3 separate regions of the Mus musculus genome follow, and regions 1 and 2 are each linked to region 3. A link is a contact called in public Hi-C and HiChIP or PLAC-seq data. All regions are on one chromosome and are shown on one strand. The core of a region is the stretch at or near the end of the contact, and the rest is flanking DNA. Distances in the headings are between cores, read along the strand shown. Region 1 overlaps Gm34301 (a long non-coding RNA gene). Region 2 overlaps Gm52427 (a long non-coding RNA gene). Region 3 overlaps Gm14635 (predicted gene 14635).

What was found. Hi-C and Micro-C count contacts between places; a contact is called where the count stands out from the background. HiChIP or PLAC-seq counts read pairs in DNA pulled down with a chosen protein or histone mark.
Region 1: a contact with region 3 is called in a Hi-C map of the N1E-115 cell line, with 7 times the contacts expected there. The contact joins two enhancer-like sites. A contact is called at or near these places in 1 of 15 datasets of contacts at CTCF or cohesin (large pre-B cells), 6 of 484 Hi-C or Micro-C datasets (the HL-1 cell line, the N1E-115 cell line, differentiating embryonic stem cells and 1 more) and 4 of 115 datasets of contacts at active chromatin or transcription factors (double positive thymocytes, embryonic stem cells and large pre-B cells).
Region 2: an H3K27ac HiChIP or PLAC-seq map of trophoblast stem cells shows a contact between it and region 3, with 4 times the contacts expected there. The contact joins two enhancer-like sites. A contact is called at or near these places in 4 of 484 Hi-C or Micro-C datasets (embryonic stem cells and liver) and 2 of 115 datasets of contacts at active chromatin or transcription factors (embryonic stem cells and trophoblast stem cells).

Annotation. Positions count from the first base shown.
Region 1 is chrX:12,004,418-12,008,590 of GRCm38.p6, forward strand. Gm34301 (a long non-coding RNA gene) reads left to right here. Exons shown (of 4, transcript XR_003953093.1): 4 at 1-319. Among named protein-coding and RNA genes, the nearest start is that of Gm34301, 4.4 kb to the left of the region's middle. Within about 2 kb of position 2,369, at least 320 of the 459 cell types and tissues checked have an H3K27ac peak or open chromatin away from gene starts, as enhancers often do. A contact at or near this core is called in the N1E-115 cell line, where this site is marked.
Region 2 is chrX:11,890,375-11,894,918 of GRCm38.p6, forward strand. Gm52427 (a long non-coding RNA gene) reads right to left here. Exons shown (of 3, transcript XR_003953078.1): 2 at 2,372-2,492. Among named protein-coding and RNA genes, the nearest start is that of Gm52427, 2.6 kb to the right of the region's middle. Within about 2 kb of position 1,502, at least 1 of the 459 cell types and tissues checked has an H3K27ac peak or open chromatin away from gene starts, as enhancers often do. A contact at or near this core is called in trophoblast stem cells, where this site is marked.
Region 3 is chrX:12,344,663-12,348,773 of GRCm38.p6, forward strand. The region is part of intron 1 of Gm14635 (predicted gene 14635); the gene reads right to left. Among named protein-coding and RNA genes, the nearest start is that of Gm14635, 8.3 kb to the right of the region's middle. Within about 2 kb of position 2,444, at least 30 of the 459 cell types and tissues checked have an H3K27ac peak or open chromatin away from gene starts, as enhancers often do. A contact at or near this core is called in the N1E-115 cell line and trophoblast stem cells, where this site is marked.

The DNA.
Region 1 (4,173 bases), core at 1,119-3,618, 340 kb before region 3:
TAAGAGAGTACTGTGGGAGGGTTGGCCCGCTGTGGGTCTCCCAGCACCCTTTTCTGCTCCATTCAGTTTTCTTAAATAGGATCTCACTGAGGACTACGAGAGCCCAACGAGAGCGGGATCCTTCAAGGCTCCGGATCCTCAACCCCTTCTAAAGGCGCCGCTCACGGGGGAAAACAGCTCTGCCCAGTTTCCATTCCCGCCTCCAGAATAACGAGCCGAAAACATGTGTACTGTAAATAAAGCCTGTCTAAATAAAGCACTCGGGGAAAGGCTGCCGAGAAAACACTCTGCATCGCTCTGTGCTCAGAGTGAGTCAGCTTCCCAGCCCCCGAGGAACAATGGAGACCTTGCCAAAGGTCCCCTTTTATAGACCCCCCCAACTTCCCCCTGGTCCGGTTAGGTGATGGTGGTAGGGCACTAGTACGCTGTGACTTTTGGCTCAGAGAATGGAGAGGGAGAGGGTGTCCCCAGGGATCAAGGTTAGGATCCTGTCCTGAGATTAATGCTGCCAGGAATCCCTCTGCCACCAGCTGCGGAGGCTAAGTGGAAGCGCTAAACAAACAGAGGGCAAAGGGACGATGTTGTTCCAGGCTAAGGAGGGCCTTCTCTTGAGCTTTCCCAACTCACCTCTCCTAAATCTCAGATGGAAAGAAGGTAGCCAACTACCTGAGTCACCTCCAACTCTTCACTTCCTATCTAGGCCCACATACAGACATCGTCCTCACGTGTGTGTTGGAGGCCAGGCCTCCCACCTAGACAGTGTGAGTGTGAGCATCAAAGCAGAGCAAACCCTCGATGACGAAAAGCAGTCTTGGGACCCACGGTGCCTTCCTTGCCCTGTCTTTTATGTACTTCCTTGGGAAACTGAACACCCTTAAAGAGGCGGCGAGATGGAGACCTTTGCAAGGTGTTAACTGATTGATGCAATGGCTTCTGCTCTGGTATGAGCCAATGGTTCCAGTCCCCCGCCCGGTGACCTTGAGAAAGTCAGGGATCTACCCCAAACGCTTGGGATTTTCCCACCCCTAGAGGCCAGCCCTTTATCTCAGCCTCTCAGGCTTTTTGGCCACCCAGCTTTGTCCGGCTAGGCTGGCTAGCCTGCTCTGGGAGGAGGTACGGGAGTGGGGTGGGAGGGATGAAAAAACACCAAAGGCTTCACCCACACCCTTGCACCCCCTTCCTCGCCCGGGGCCCCTCGGCCAGTGCTCTAGCCGCCCGGTGTTGCCAAACCCTCACTGGGCAGGGTTGCGGGGTGAGGCTTTGGGAACAGGGCTTGAGCTAGAGAAGATGAGGAAAACAAGTGAAACGGGAGGGGCGGGGTGGGGTGACGGCTCATAAATCAACTGGCTCCACCCCCAGCCCTCAGAGCTGAGGCGCCTCAGCCCCGCAGGGAAGAGGAGGGTCACTCGACCACTCCTGGACGACCTCTGAGCTTTCCCTGAGCCATCGCCCCACCCTAGGCTCAGGCCGCCGTAAGACCAGCTCCTGGCCCAGATCGTAAACCGCCCGCCGGATTCGGCGGGAAGCCGCCCTTGGACGCAGCGCTCATCCGCCCAAGGGGAAGTTTATTTATAGCTTGTAAAACGTAAAGGAAACCAGACTTCGCTAGCTTGCGGAGCCTGGGCGCCTTCGATCCCCACCTGCCCACCAAGAGGGCTCAGCAGGGGGTCTGGAAAGTGGGGTGGCTTCTAGTCCTCCCCCTACTCTGCACCCAAAGGAGAAGGGAACCTTCTTCTGTTGCTGCCCAGGCTTAAATTCCCTCTCAGCGTGCTTAAGCAGGGCGCTTGATGCCACAGAGAGAGGAGGCCAGGGCCTGGGCCCTGTGTGGTTAGTGTAAAGGAGACTGAGCTGGCCCACTTGGCACGCACGCCCGGGCAGGCCAGGCAGCGCTGTGCGGGATTCCACAGCTTCCGCTCCCGACAGGGGGAAGTCCCAGAGTGCCAGGAAGCCTTGGAGTGGGTGCTCCCGGAGCCTCTCCTTGGAAAGCAAGGATGCTGTCCCCGTTCCTGCTGCGCACGTGTCTTCAGCAGAGCAGGCGAGCGCTGTGCGCCTGGGGCTGCGATCCGCGGGTGACAGCGGTTGAGAGCGCGCCCTCTCCACTTCACACCCCCGCCGTCGCCTCCTCCCCAGGGGAAGCTCCTCGCTCCGGGGTGCGCTCGGGGCAGGAGCCAGAAAAAAACGAAAAGTGCCGAGAAGACGAGGACGAAAACCGATAAAGAGCTCAGCCGAGCTCTTCAAGATACCCGCGAGTCCCCATTACTCACAACCCACCCGGGCAGCCCTTCCCAGTCCCGATGGAGTGCACCCTGCCTTGGTCAGGGAGGTGTGTGTGTGTGTGTGTGTGTGTGTGTGTGTGTACGCGCGCGCGCCCAATCGCCGGGACGGCAGTTGCGAAACAGGCTCTTGGCTGCAGCGCGGCATAATGGAGGTGGCTGGAACAATGCGCGCTTTGTGCGCGCTGGTTGTTTTCTACCCGCCTCGCCCCCCTCGCTCGGGCCGTATGGCACTTTAATCCCTACCACGGCTAGGCACAAATGCACTTGTGTCCTGTGGGTCACCGGGGGCCGTGCGGCTGGAGCTGTCCCCACCCCTCCCCCGCCGAGCCCACGGCCCGCTTGCCCAGTCTTCCTTCCTGCACCCACCTCCCCCCACCCCACCCCCGCGCGCCACCACTTCAATTCCCGGCGTGGGCCGCTCAGCCGGCTTTGGAAGCTTCCGGGCCCGCCGGCCACTTTTATTTTCCAGGCAGACGGCCCTCCCCACCCCCCCGGCGAGCACGCGCGCGCGCGCACACACGTGGAGCGCAGGCCTCCCACTTGCGGCCCTCCCTCGGCTCGCCCCGCCCGCCCGCCCGCTCGCTCCCGCCCGGCGCTCCGGACTCCTGCGAACAATAGTAAATGTCAACAGATTCCGCGCGGCGAGTGTCTGACTCGGCCGAGATAAGGGTGCGCGGTTGGCCCTGAGCTCCGCGACACCGCGGGGGGAGGCCACCCTGACCCTAGCTGGAAAGAACCGGCTGTGATGAAGCCGGTGTCGAGGGATGGAGGGCAGGAGGGGAGAGCCCCAGCCTCAGCCCCGGGAGGAGAGGCGCTTAGACGCCAGGCCTTGCCCCACCCCCACCCCGCCTAACTCTGTGCTGCTGGGCAGCCTAGGGGCCCGGTGGAAAGCCACGTGCTAGATGTCAGCCCACGGCTCGGATCTCCAGAGGACGCAGGGAAAAGGCAGGTGTGGAGGTGAAGACTCGGACAGTTTTCCACCTCCGGGGAGCCGGCACCCGAAACATGGAAAGGATCTCAGTCCTTGTCTCCTGAAACTCACTAAAATGTTTTTTTTTTTTTAAGCTCACACAACACTTGCAGTCCTCCCCCTCAATCGTCCGCAACCCACCACCCGAGTTAAAAATTCGCAAATTGATTCCCACGCGTTAGTATTAATGGGTTGTTCCTCTTAAATTGTTGCCAACTTTGCTAATGGATTATTATTTAAATTTCTTTTTTATAAAGTACGTGTTGTTTTATAGATGCGTATTTACTTAAAGAAATCAACTGCATCTATTAACATATTAAAGAGAGAATAAAGCACGGGGCCGGTGTAATGTGCTGTTCAGCCTTACTTTGGGTGCTGCGAAGATAGGAAAATCTTATTTGTTTAATAATAAGTCACTCATGAATATGCAAATGACATCGTTGCAGTACCTCACTTCTGTCACTATTAATGAGTTGCAAATTAATGTGACAACAAAAGGAAAATCTATTTAGTGGAGGAACTCAGGTTCCTACCTGGGGAGATCACCAGCAGGCCTGGAACTTCCATAGTGTAGATGGAAAGGACCGGGGATGGACACCTCACCCAGCCTTTTCCTGAAGCTACCACTATTGTTTAGACCCACGGACCTGCTTTGTCAATAGCCCCTTAAAATTCCAGCTCCAGGCCAGGGGAAGAATGGTTGCTCCAGGGTAATTAGGGCCAAGTGTGATTAATGGAAATCAGCCCACAGTTTGGAGTAAAGCAATTGGTGAAGCAGATTGGGAAGTGAGGGAGGGGTCCTCTCTCCACCCAGTTTCAAGATTCCCCGAAGCCTTTATTGGCCTCTGTTGTTTGGGATAGGGACAAATTGGGCCTGGGGTGCTCCGATCCCAGGTGGATCACAGGTACTGAGAGAGCAGCCCATGC
Region 2 (4,544 bases), core at 252-2,751, 460 kb before region 3:
CTTCTGTCTCCACCTCCCACCTCATGGTGGGAATGGCTGGTACAGATGAGGTTTTTTACATGTTGTGGGAGGGGGGAGACCAGTGACCAGACTTGTGCAGCAAATACTTTTACCCACTGAGCCATCCCCCTGACCCAGTAAGTGTTCTTTTAAAGAAATGCTTTGACAGGGGAGGGCAGCATCCACCCCCTGTAAGCAAGGTCAACAAACACCCACTTATTTTTTTAACAAATCCAAGTGAAGCCATATGTTTTATGGACCCCTATCCTTCATGTGGCACTGACACAGTTGATGTTGTCTTGGTGGCCCACTCACCCTGACCGTGGACAACTCTGGCTCGTGTAGAGAAAGAGTGTGATCCTGTGTTAGGGGCCACATTCTCACAGAGCTCAGTGTCAAACCCAGGACAAGTAGCTGGGGTGCCTATTTAACATATCAAGGTAGACCCGAACACCAGGTTCTCCCAGCATCCTTCAGTCCTTACCTGTTCCAGGGCTTGGCTGGCATACCACACCCCCTACCCTGAACTCTCCCAGAAGCTGGGCTGCCATTCTCCCAGAGGCTTTTCCGTATATGATCCAGTCATTTTGGTTACCTGACCCTTTTGTACCTTTGTCCTCCTGGCTGCTGTATTTGGCTTCCCTCTCTCCCTTCCCCTCCCACTCTCCCCACATGGTTCAGGGTCATGACCACTCTGGACTCTCCCAGATGTGTCTGCCTCTGGCTATGCTCTCCCTTATACTTATAATAAACTTTCTCCACCATACCTAGGAGCAGTCATGGCCTTTCCTTTCTTTTTTATTTCTTTTTTTTCTTATTCAGTTTGCTCCTATTTATTCGTCTTTTGCTCCACAGTCCCTGCTGTGCTGCTATCTCAGAAGCCTGCTAGTCTATGCCCAAATCTGAATTCTTTAACTTTCCCCAAGCTTGTTCCTCTTCCTTTCTAGTTCTGATCCAAGCCAGAAATCCAAATGGAAACAAAAGCAGAGACAGAAGAAATTGTAGAATCCCCTAGTATATTATAAGAGTGTGTAAAATCAAAATAAAGAGGGCGCAGGGCAGTGGAGATGGCTCAGCCAGAAAAAGTGCCTGTCCCATGAGCATATGGACCTGAATTCAGATCTCCAGAACTTACATTAAAGCCAGGCATGGTGGTACTTGTCTGTAATCCCAGATCTGGGGGCTGGGGAACCTCGGAAGATCTTAGAAGCCTGTTATCCCCCAACTTAGCCAACCAGTGAGCTCTGCATTCATTGTCTCAAAAACTAAGAAGGAGGGAGGCAGAAGATGAGAGATGTCATCTTCCAGCCTCCACGTGCATGTGGCGTGTACATGTGCCCACACGCGCACACACCTTCATGCACATGTGCCCATGAGAGACAGACAGAAAAGAACGAAGGAAGGGTACAAACAATGAGTAAAAAGGTTCAGTTGAAAAGGTATCTAAGCACTTAGGTGACCAGCGAAAGAGTGAACTCCAAAGCAGGAAATGCCAAACATACTTTGACTCTTCTTTGTTGTTCCTGAAACCTAAGGTCGCCTAAGTCAAGTCATTTCTGCACAAGCAAGGTGTCATAGCTTTGTTTGTCTGTTTCCTTTTATTGACATAATCACGATGTTTTTTTTTAATCTTTCCAGAAACAAGTTACAAGCCAAGAGCTCTGTGAGAGTTTTCTACCTCCTTCGAAACCTTTCTTCACCTCTCTATCCTCCCACCTTCCCATGACACAGTTCCAGAGGAGGAGTCCCCAGGATTCCAAGTTGGAAAGAGCAACTGTCCAGCCACGATCAATGTGTAATGAGACCTGTACACCCTCCTCCCCCTCACCTTACTTTCTTCTCTTTCTTCATGCCACCTTACCATGTGTTCCACCTGCGTCCATTTAAAACCAGGTCTAGGGGGAGGTAGGAATAAGAGAAAACCTTTGCAAAAAAAAACTTGGTCTGGTGTTCATGCCTCTACTCCCAGCACTGGGGAGGCTGAGGCAGGAGAATAGCAAGTTTGAGGCCAGCCTGGGCTGGAAAGCTAGCTCTCAAAACATGATACTTAGAAGCAACAGACAAGAGCTGGCTTAGAAACACAATTTTCTGTATGGTGTAGCTCAGTCTCCTCCAGCCTGACTTTACAGTTTGAATCAACAAAGTGCAAAGCTCACTGGCTAAGTGAATACCAGCAGTCACTGGCACTGGGGCGTATCTCCTTCTCTGAGAGGGGAAAACCCGCCCCATCCTCTGGGTCATCTTTGTTGGAGCTCTTAGCAAATGTATCACACACAGATGTCATGGAAAGACGAAGCCGAGGCCACAGCCAGTATTGTCACACTGTACGGCACTGGCTAAAAGCCACTCAATTCTCTGCCTACCACCTTACCTTTAACACAACCAGTCAAATCCTAACACTATGACAAGCAGGCTAGTGTCCTCCTTGATGTCCTAGAATGGTGCCCTTCCTGTCCTGGGTGGGCCAGCACGCCTCAGCTCTCCAAGATCACCTATAGAGGAAAGAGAATAGGAAACTGTGAGATCAAGCAGGGTAGACCAACTGTTTTCGAAAGCTCTGTGAGCCACAGAGTAGTCCTCACAGAAGAAAGGCCCCTACATACTGATTCCAAGTGCCACAGGTAAAATAAATCTTTCTGGCTTTCCCCCATAAGCTTTTAGGAGCCCAAAGGCTAATTGTCAAACTAATGTAAGGTTCTAGATTCTTAGAGAAAGCCAGAAAGGAGCCCAAGGTAAGTGTCACACCCAGTTATCCTTGAGCAACGTATCCAAAAGGGTTGTTTACTGCTGTCCCACCAGCACGTGAACCACCTTGGGCTGTCACTCACCAGAGAAGCCCTCTCTGACCCCAGGAGAACTACAAAACAAAGCCAAGGCCTCCTCCCAGTCTTCCAGGCTCCTGAGTGTTGTTTTTGGCTCCCACAGGACATCTGAAACGTGGTGGCCAGTGTGGGGGGCTAGGGCACCTTTCTCCATGCTTATTAAAAATCTTTTGTGTGGCACAGAATAAATCCACTTTATTGGGCTTGCTTGGCCAGCACTTAACTTCTTCATCCCTCATGATCTGTAACACTTTCGTTCCTGCCTGAGACCAAAAACCTTCCTCACCCTTTGGCTCTGGACTTCCTTTATGAGGCCATCATAATTAGAGAGTGGCCCAACCTGGTGGCCCAAGGTGCCTCCTCCTTCTCTCCACAGCCCTGCCGGGCCTCAAAGGACTCACACCTAGTGCCAGGCTGGAAGATCAGTCTGGAAGGAAAGCCAGTTGTCAAACAAATCATCGTTCCGGGAACACAAAGCCACAGGGACCCTCAGGGTGCTGCTGACACTCAGGCAGGCAGCATCAGAGAGTCTTGTCTCCTGTGTGGCACCAAAGTCCCAAGTTTGAAGACAGAAAGCTGGCTGCTGGCCAGCAACTGTAGCAGACACCTTATCTAAACAAAGGGAGGGGGCAAGGAGTGAGGGAGGGAGTGGGTGGACTCTGCGTGGGTGGTTTCCTGTTGCTTTTTTTTCTTTGATAGCCTTGGGTCTCTGTCTCTCCTCCTCCTCCTCCTCCTCCTCCTCCTCCTCCTCCTCCTCCTCCTCCTCCTCCTCCTTTTCTTCTAATCTATTCAGTTTTGTAGTATTCAACAACCAGGCGCTTGCCAAAACCTGGCAGTGATACCCACCCAGCCATTTCCAGTCCAAACGGCTCCTGTCAACTTTTATGACCCTGCGCTAAAACTCCAGGCATGTCTCTTATTTACCCAGGCTGTCTGGCCTTCCATTTTTCACGTGTGTGTTACCCCTGCAGTTGCTTCAACTTCCCTCTGGCCCTTAAAATGCCAGTAAACGCCCAGTCCAATTTAAGCTGGGAGGTGTGGAGTATTTCATCTCTTCGGGCGCCTGCACTGCTTAATGTCATTTTTGTCTCTGTTCGGCTTGGGACGCGAAGGAAGAGGACGACTACTGCATTGGGGAAAATTGCTCTTTCGCTGGAAACCATTGTTACTAATAATAGCCTCACCCATCAAAGAGCTAGCATGGCCCCTGCCTGCAGGGGTGGGGTGCACACATACCTGACTCAAAGGAGACATGGCTGGCCTAGGTCAGTGGGTGAGGGCCACAGCCATAGCCACTCCATGCCTTGGAACTGTGCTTACATTCTGGCCTTTCATTCTTTTAATCCTTTACACAAACACTGTGTGCATAAGCCAGCATCTCTCTCTCTCTCTCTCTCTCTCTCTCTCTCTCTCTCTCTCTCTCTCTCTCGTGTGTGTGTGTGTGTGTGTGTGTGTGTGTGTGTGTGTGTGTGCGCGCACGCGCAAGCGCATTGTGTCTTTGAAATCATCCCAGCAAAAGGAGGTCCATGGTTGAGCCTGACCCAGTGCAATGCAGAATATATTATTTCTTTCAGAGCATGGCTAGCAGATCTACACGTGAATCACAGATCAAACACGGCTAGCAGAAACAATGACAGGAAGCGCAGCCAGAATGAATCAATTCCTTGATCCTGCTATACCAAAAAATTAAAGCGGAGCACTCCCGGGGTTTTTAACCCAGAT
Region 3 (4,111 bases), core at 1,194-3,693:
CAGCCTAGCCTCAAACTCTTATAATGACACCTTGTCCTACGCCTCCCAAAAAACAAAAAACAAACAACCCCCCAAAAAACTAAGCCCCCTAATTAGACATCTGAAGTATTATTTCTACAGAGTGGATATAGCTTGTAATTATTATTACTTTTTTAAAATTATGCACAAAGACGGTCTGTGTTTCAATTCCCAGCATCAGGAATGTTCTATGGATAATAGCGGAATGGCCGGAGGAGTGAATGGCTGAATCATCGGGGGCTCTGGCATGAATACTTTAACTGTCACATGATAGGTCTTATCACTTTGTCACAACCTGGTATTAAAGGCAGGTGGCCCTGGGAGGGACCGAGCTCACCTGTGTGCCGTGACAGGGCAGTTCTTTTGAAGGTGGAAGAAGGAATGCGGATGTTTCAGGAAAAGGCATGGAGGCGGCTCTTTAGGGAACAGCAGCAGGCCCTGAGCAGCTGGGAAACACGCCCCAGAGGACAAGAAGGAGGATGCAGGACCTTCTGGTGCTTTCCCCTGCCTGATTGTGCTGATATGGCTGAGAGGAAGGCTCTGGCAGAAGAAAGAGCCCCAGGTTGTTCTTAAAACAAACTCATTCCTAAACTGAACTGCACCTGGCAGAGAATTAGGGCCCCAGAGCTAGCTCCGCCTTCCACACTCATTATAGCTAGGCTACCTCAGGCAAATCACTTATCTCTGCCCTGTGCCTCACTTTCTGCATTTCTTAACCCAGGTCCGGATGATGACCTCAGAGGCCTGTCATGAGGATCATCTAGGTTAGGTGGAGTTAAAGGGACTACATTTAAAAAGAAAAAGAAAAAGGTGACCCCTATTGAAGGTCACTAGGCCAAGCTTGTGTTCAGAGCTATCGCAGTAGATACAGGGACCTCGGCAGCGGGGTACAGGGGTGTCTTACGGTGGGGAGATAAATCAGGTTCAAGCCTGAATGATCTACAGGCAAGAAACGAGGATGGAAAAGAACTAAGAGGTGGCTTCAGGCATAAGCGGGGATCTGGGTACACTGTTAAGAGGATCCTTGCTAATGATGGGTCAGAGCTATCAGACAGCCTTGGAGAAATGGTTGGTAATGAAAGTCCCTTCAGATACTGGGGAATGTTAGATACCAAGGGTGGAAGGGTCCCCCCCCCCCTCCAGTGTTAGGGATGGAGCCCAGAACCTGTGTTTGCTAGGCAGTGCTTTGTGATTATGCTACACTTCCAGACCAAAGGGTGGGGTGTTTCTCAGTCCATTTTATATTTATAAACAAGTACACAGATGGGCTGAGGAGAAGGTTCAAGAGGTGAAGCCAAGAATCCTTCCTAGTGTTCCTCTGTGAGGTTTCCAAACCATCTGTTTCACCAAGGAACTCATTAGAAATACACATTTTCAGCCGGGCTGTGGTGGCGCACGCCTTTAATCCCAGCACTTGGGAGGCAGAGGCAGGCAGATTTCGGAGTTCGAGGCCAGCCTGGTCTACAGAGGGAGCTCCAGGACAGCCAGGAATACACAGAGAAACCCTATCTGGGAAAAAAAAAAAGTTTTAGGGTCATTTTTGGTTCTTGTGTGGGTTTTTTTGTTTTGTTTTGTTTTGTTTTTTGTTTTTGTTTTTTTTCGAGACAGGGTTTCTCTGTGTATCCCTGGCTGTCCTGGAACTCACTTTGTAGACCAGGCTGGTCTCAAACTTAGAAATCAGCCTGCCTCTGCCTCCCAAGTGCTGGGATTAAAGGCGTGTGCCACCTTCGTCTGGCTAGAGTTTTTTTAAAAAGGGTTTTGTAGGGTTTTTAGAAGAGTGTTTTAGAGTTGGGTGTTTTAGTGTATGTTTAGTGTTTTTTCTGTTTTTTTTTTTTTTTTTTTTTTTTAAGGATCTTAGAGTGTGTTAGGGTTTTTGGGTTTTTGTTTTTTTTTTTAATTTTAGGCTTTTATTTTGGGGGTTTAAGAGTTTTAGAGTTGTCAGGCAGTGGTAGCCCATGCCTTTAATCCCTGCATTTGGGAGGCAGAGGTAGTGGATTTCTGAGTTCCAGGCCAGCCTGGTCTACAGAGTGAGTTCCAGGACAGCCAGAGATACACAGAGAAACCCTGTCTCGGAAAAAAAGAAAGAAAGAGAGAAAGAAAAAGAAAGAAGAAAGAAAGAAAGAAAGAGAGAGAGAGAGAGAGAGAGAGAGAGAGAGAGAGAGAGAGAGAGAGAAAGACGGACACACTTTCAGGACTGGGGGTGTAGCTCAGTGGTAGAGCAGTTGGCTACCCTGATGTGTAAGAAAGACTCTGAGATCCACCCATAGCCCTGAGCAAAATTCCTAGCACAAAGCAAAGTAGCAACAGCTACTGAAAACCAAATTCCCAGGCCTGCTGATTGCAAAGGCCGGCTCTGTGACAAGCCTTCTGGGGAGGTCCGATGCCAGCTCATGTGTGAGGAATGTTATGGCCACCCCAGCTGCAAGCCACAAATCCTTTGGGAATAAATTCCTATCCCCTACCCTGTTGAAGGCTCTCAGGACTACTCAGTGTAGATTCTCAGGAGAGTTTGAAATTCTTCTGAAGCCCCATCCTTTCTCACACCACTGACTTCAGAATCTCTGGGTGTGGTATGTAGCCATCTGTATGTCTCTCAACTGGCAAAGCATCCTCCTCCATAGCCTGCAATAGGCACCCACATCAGGAAGCTGGTGACAGCCCAGATAGTAGGTCTGGGGGTCCGAGACTGTTTATTCGTAGCTAGCACCCAGGTGATGTGGACGTGGTGAGTCTGTGAACCACATTGTGACGTCAGTAGTGGTAGGGGCGGTTCCACTGGAGAAGGGATTATGGGAGGTGAGGCTATTGAGGGAGAAAGTATTGCTTCCTCTCCTCGAATCCAATTAAGTGCAGGATGGCTAGGCCTGAACTTTGCGTGTGCATCCATTGTTTTTATTACACTCCGACTGCACAGGAGGCATAAGGATGAGGTCATTTGACATTTGTGAGGAAGCTAAGCTGTGGCAGAGGCCTCCCTCAGAGAGAGAGAGCAAGGATTAGCTCCTTTCAAGAAAATGAATCAGTAGGAGCTGCTCGGACTAAGGTCCCCTGGGTGCCCCCATGGAGCTGCCTGGTGGATCCCCCAACCTTCACTAAGATTCTGGCCGGGGGAAGAATGCTTGCCTAAAGGATTTTATCCCTCTTTCTCTAGCTTCCAAGCTACCCTAGTGTGGTGGAGGTGGAGAAGGAACTAGGAGGTTCTGTGCGGATTTTAGCTGCTTTAAATTCATTCGATCGTCTTCGATTGACTCTTCTTGCAACAAATACTCACGCATCCCAGCTCTCAGCTTTGTTTGTTGTGCTGTGTGTTGCCGTTGAATTGTTTGGCTAGAGCAAACTTTGGGCTAGTTTTTCTTTTGGTTAAGGAATATACAGCCTGTATTGTTCAGCTGTAGGTTACTATAAGAAAACACTTGGGACAATTAACTTATAGAAAGAAAAGGTTTCTTTTGATTCATGGTTCTGGACGTTCTGTTTGGGGATTAGGCGGGCTAACTAGTTTGAGGCAGCCCGTCACAATGTGAGTTCAGGGCAGAGCAGGCAATTTATCTTATGAACTGGGATCCAGGTCAAAGGGCACACCCCTAGTGACCAAGGACCTCGCACTAGGCTCCGCCTCTCAAAGATTCCATCACCTTCCAATAGCACCACCCTGTGGACTAAGCCTTTAACACACTTTGACTTTGGGAGACACTCATCCAAGTCACTGCATAGTTATCAAGAGCTCCTATAAGCAAGGAAGAAAGGGAAATGGTAGCCCCAGTAACCAGGCACGGCTGGGAGCCCTTTCCGGAGCCCCGTCCTATCTCCTTGCTTTCTCACTGTGTTTTTTCTGCAGCTGCTCTCCGCTCTGCCATATATGTCCAGGAGACTCCAGCCTGTGGACTTGCGGATCCTCACCTCCTGTATTTTCCCTACTGGTCAAATTGCCCCACAGCACAATGACTTTCTTGTTTTTGTTTTTGTTTTTGTTTTTGTTTTCGAGACAGGGTTTCTCTGTATGGCCCTGGATGTCTGGGAACTCACTTTGTAGACCAGGCTGGCCTCGAACTCAGAAATCCGACTGCCTCCCGAGTACTGGGATTAAAGGCGA